2 separate regions of the Danio rerio genome follow, and region 1 is linked to region 2. Evidence: chromatin contacts called from public Hi-C data. All regions are on one chromosome and are shown on one strand. The core of a region is the stretch at or near the end of the contact, and the rest is flanking DNA. Distances in the headings are between cores, read along the strand shown. Region 1 overlaps LOC141375657 (a long non-coding RNA gene). Region 2 overlaps LOC141375657 (a long non-coding RNA gene).

Region 1 (2,700 bases), core at 72-2,571, 73 kb before region 2:
TATGTATTTGGACTTCATCTAAATATTTCTTTATCTTTAGCCAAATTTACGTCACTGCATTCCAAGACTAAATATAGTTTTTTTATTACACTACATTTTATAAATTGAGAACAAAGTAATTTTGACCAGGAGAAATCATCAAAAATTGTCAGTTAACCTGTTCAAGTCCATTCACAAATCACACTGAACTATTAATTTGTCAACTGGAGAGATCTGACTACATTTGTTTTTGAGTCAACAACTCACTGATTCCATTGATTCATTCTGAGAGAGTCTATAGTTAACGATGGTTCAACTGATCTGACTCTGAAGTTAACGATTCACTGATTCAAATCATCTGGTCAGAGAGAGTCTGCAGTTAAATATTTACTTGTCCAAATAATCCATTCAGAGTGTAGATGCAGTTAACGATTCTCTGATTCAAGTGATCCAGACAGCGCCTGCAAGCAGCAATTAACTGATTCAAATCATCAGCGAGAGTCTGCAGTTAACGATTCTTTGCTTTAAATATTTAGCAAATTTTCACTTCAATGCAGTGCTGATCATTATCTATTTAGAGTACATTTCTAGTTAACAATTCACTAAATTGTACATTCTTTCAGAATAGACAGACTGTCACACAGTGTTCTTAAAATGTTCTTAAAGTTTTCTTTGACACACAGACACACACTTGCTTCATGACTTTATGCATAGTTTTGACATTTTTCACACACACTTTTTGTTTACTTACTGTTTTTATATACCAGGCTATATGTAGGCTATATATATATATATTGAATAAATGTATATTTATATTTATTATTATCATTAACTATCGATGTAGGACAAGTGTTGATCAAACTTTATTTTAAGGTGCAATTTTCACTACTAACAAGCTATTAACTATAACTTTTAGCTCATTGAATCAGAATTTGCTGCTTATTAATAAGATCACTTTATTTTGATGGTCTTTTTAACACATTTTGTTAAATTTAATTTACTTTGCATCTACATACCAACTATTTCTCAATAGATTATAAGTACACTGTTAGGTTAGGGTACGTTGACATGTATTAGTGTAATCAAAATGTAAATAAACTTTAACCAATAAGTACTTTAAAAAACTTTAGTCCTTAAGTACAAATCAAATTCACTACTTTTGTTCCTTGACTCAAGTGAAATTGAAAAAGTGTGCTCAATTCTTTGTCTTAAGCAAGATTTTATGAGGGTTTCTGTGCTTTTACTGAAGTGCCTGATTTATGTTCAGCACTGGCTGCAGGTGAGGGTTAATGAGTGCCGGGAAGAGCTGCATGTTTCTGCACAGCAGCGGTCGGTGTTAGGAAACTCCAGCGCTCTCAAAGACAGCTGACTCACCCTGCTGTCATAGCATTACACAAAGACAGAGAGAGGGAGATAAAGAGAGGGAAAGAAAGAAAGATAGTGGGCAGAAACATGAAAAGAGCAGAAACTAAGCGTGAATGCGACTATAGTCTGTTTGAACATCTATACCTCAGTCCTTTATTTTGAGCCTATGCTGTTGTAAGACGGTGCCCTTTGAAGTCTTTGGAGAAGAAAAAAAGACAACTTAAGATGCACCGAAATCTCTTTGATCACACTTTTGAAGAACTTTTTCTTTAGGAGGAGACGATTGAGGTGCTCGAATCACTGATCCAGTGTAATTATTGTCAATGGTAAAGCTTTGTTTAAAAGGTTACACAGCAGTAAAAGGGACGTTTCGGTTACTAGAGCGCACGAGTGTCGGTTTCAAACACGGCAGGTCTCTTTTTAATATCAGTGGCTGCAGAAAATGACTCAGCAAGCGGATTGTTAAGACGCTCTTGACTCATCAAGCTCACATTTGCTCTATACACACTTGGCTTGTATGAAATAATCCTTATCCATGAAGTGTAAAACTATTTTTCAAAATTAGTCATCATTCATTTATTTGCTGTTAACATAATACACTCAAAAATAAAAAATAAAATAAAAACCTCTTTGGATAACATCAATCGAATTAAGGGCAGGATTTCCAATAAATCCAATAAATTTGTTTAGCACCAACTAAAAAAATAGCTATTAACACAATTAAATGCAAATGAGTTGATCCAACATGAAATCAAATAAAAGTTTAAATACATTTGTATTTTTATTTAACTTAAACTCAAAGGTCGGATAATATAATTTGTGTCTATTATGTGTGATACATTTTGAAGTCAGTTAATTTTAATTGAAGTTATCGTAAATAAACTAAAAGAGCCATTTTTAAGCATTTTTAATGGGTTACATATACAGTTGATTGAGACTGATCACAGAAATAATTTTAGACAGTTATTGCTCATTAAGCAAAGCAACAAATGGCAGCTTTACTAATTAAGCTGCAAATACCCAAAGCATGGGTGCTTCTGCAAGGTGGTAATCTCACAACTCAAAGCATTACATGAAAGTCTTCTAAATCTTCAAACTAAAGTGAAGATTAAACTTTTAACAAGTTTTCTATTAACTTTAAACTCCTAAGATTACTTTTATTGTCAACATTTCCATCTCTTAATTCAATCCCACGCAAAGCATGCTGGGGATTACAAATACCCTAACAAGGTAGTTGGACCAACATTTACAATATTTTAAAGGCGATGTCATTACATCATTAGGTACATTAACTTAATTATCAAATTCTGCATCATTTAATCATATATACAGTTAACAACTGTAAAACCATCACCA
Region 2 (2,700 bases), core at 17-2,516:
AATAAATCAATCTTCAAATCCTTACCCTAGTTAACAAGCATAAATTTGGATTTTAATAATGCATTAGTAAATCGTCATCTTAGAATTATAAGGTTCTATCTGCGTCCTGAATGATTTTGAGATATTGAGCTTCAAAGTTTTTGCATTTCATAGCAAACAGTAGTAACAATTTTTTTTATAAAAAGTCTTAAAATGTAAACAACTTCTAAAAAAAACATCCAATAATGTAAATAAATTGTCATTTAATAAGAATACGTCAATAACTCAGTTTTGACAAAAATGTCAGATAGAACCCTATAATTCTAAAGTGACGAAATGTTGAACTATGCTCAAATGATGATGTACAAGTATTGTTCATTATTAGTTCATATTGCAAATACACAAACATTAACTAATGAAACCATATTGTAAAGTGTAATCAATATAATAAGATTCTTTCTTCTGTTGAACACAAAATAAGATATTTAGAAAAATGCTGGTTAACTGCCATGGTATTTTTTTCTACTATTGAAGTTAATGGGTGTCAGCAATCGGTATTCTTCAAAATATAGATTTTTTGTGTTAAACAGAAGAAAAAAAATGCATGAATGTTCAAAACCACATTAGGGTGAAAAAATGATGAGGTAGTTTTAATTTTTGAGTGAACTATATACATTTAACTAGAAATCAATTGCTGCACAAATATTTCTAGTGCAGCATTTTGCAGAATTTCCATTTTTCCCTCTCACTAAACCAACTTTAATGCTACCACAAAAAAAGAAAAAAAATCTTTCAATGAGATAAAATCTAGCATCACGACTATGAGTGATTTTTACACAGCAGTGTAAAACCCAGACATTCATAAATGAGTACTGTAGCACTCTTTTGTCACCAGAGTTGTGGGATGACTTGTGCTTTGGCCATGCTTGCAGCACCTGGCGATCATGTGGGCTGGGATGTGTTTGGGCATGTGGTGCTTACAAAGACAACAGCAGCTCATCTCCCCCTTACAGCAAATGAATCATTCGTGACTCATTCTGACTCATACAGAGTGTCTGTCCAGCGCCCTCTACTGGAGCCACAGAGAACATATGCTAATAAAGTGCAAAAATGAACATTAAATATATATAAAACTGTATTTCTCTTTCATCGCCAACAGCCGTTCTCTTTTTAGGCACTGTTTTATGAACTTCTAATACTCTTTGGTGTGGAGGATCTTGATTTGTGAATCCAGTGATTGTGTACTGCATTAAACATGGGAATGTAGTGCCATCTAGTGGAAGAAAGAGCTTCCTGCAACTGCAAAAACTAGGACATGGCTTACGTGTATGTAATTAAATTATGCATAATTGTGTGTGTGCTTGAGCAGGTCTTCAAGCTGTGTTGAATTATTTCACTGGAAAGCAGATACTGTACGCATAAAGATGAAGCCTTCCCGTTATGTGGCATTCTTCCTGAAGGCTGGCGTATCAGCTCACTATACACATGCTTTCCCAGCAGCCTCCATTTATCACCCTGCCCACAGTCTGAAGTGCCTGGATGTTCACTCAGCTTTCTGTTTCCCGGCAACAAGCATCTCTCACTTCTGAGCCTCCACCTTCCTGCCTCCAGGAATTTTTTTATACTTACTTTTAGGTTTCTCTATCATAGAACATGTTGCATAATGAAATAAACTGATTAGCTGATATATATAATATTAGTTTAAGATTATTATTTATACCACTTGGAACATGAAAATGGCAGTAAAAACACATTTTACTTTTGCAGAATGCTTTAAATGTATAATCTGACATGGGCAATTTGGGGAAAATATGTGATGTTCTGCATATTGTGCAGGCTATTTATGCATTTATGATATAATACAAATGTGTGACGCCATCTGGAATGGATTTGCTTCAAAATTTGCAGCCGTAATGGAGAACATGTGCAACATATCTAGATGTGAGGGTGACTAAATCATGTCAGAACTGTATTATTAAAAAACTCTTTGATGTAAATCAAGACCAAATAAATAAATATTATATATTGCCACAGACCACAATCGCTAATATTTTAATATTAACTTCAAAAGGAAACCAAATTTCTAAATCCCATACTCTATTTAAACATTTTTAAAAATCTTTTTAACCAAGTGTGGAAAGTTGAAAGACAAAATTAGCCTACAGCTAATAACACTAAGTAGTCATGGAGCATTTTTGGTAATTAATCATGGTGTTATTGTAGTAAAAGCATATTTGTTGGGACTTTGATCACCTTTTGCACAACCACAGTTTTAAGCAACACATACCACAGCTAAACCAGCTATAGCGAAACCGTGGTTCAATTTGTGCAGGGGTTCCTAAAGTTTTTCCTATAAAAGGGCCAAAAACCAAACTGGATTGAGGGCTGTGGGCCAAATATATACCAGGGCTCGACAATACGGACAGCCCGATGGCTCAGGGCCAGTGTGCGATACGCTTGGGATAGTAGACAGGATCATTACTGGCCCGAAAAGTTAAATTTGGCTGCGACTGTTCATCTATTGCGTGCAAATAAAATCTTGAGGTGCTTTCACACCTAGACGTTTGTTTCGGAACTTGTATCGTTTGCCCCGTTATCACAGTTTGTTTGGCATATGTGAATCCAGCAATCCCGCTCGGATCTGTGCCAAATCAATTGGTCCGAGATCGTCTGAATGAGGTGGTCTCGGCTCGATTGAAATGAACTCTAGAGCTGATCGAT

The links. Hi-C and Micro-C count contacts between places; a contact is called where the count stands out from the background.
Region 1: a contact with region 2 is called in a Hi-C map of an unstated tissue, with 3 times the contacts expected there. The contact joins two enhancer-like sites. A contact is called at or near these places in 2 of 18 Hi-C or Micro-C datasets (caudal fin and an unstated tissue).

Annotation. Positions count from the first base shown.
Region 1 is chr8:33,400,727-33,403,426 of GRCz12tu, reverse strand. The region is part of intron 4 of LOC141375657 (a long non-coding RNA gene); the gene reads right to left. Among named protein-coding and RNA genes, the nearest start is that of gadd45ga, 44 kb to the left of the region's middle. Within about 2 kb of position 1,321, at least 11 of the 62 cell types and tissues checked have an H3K27ac peak or open chromatin away from gene starts, as enhancers often do. A contact at or near this core is called in caudal fin, where this site is marked.
Region 2 is chr8:33,327,832-33,330,531 of GRCz12tu, reverse strand. All of the region lies in intron 1 of LOC141375657 (a long non-coding RNA gene), which reads right to left. Among named protein-coding and RNA genes, the nearest start is that of unm_hu7912, 30 kb to the right of the region's middle. Within about 2 kb of position 1,266, at least 36 of the 62 cell types and tissues checked have an H3K27ac peak or open chromatin away from gene starts, as enhancers often do. A contact at or near this core is called in caudal fin, where this site is marked.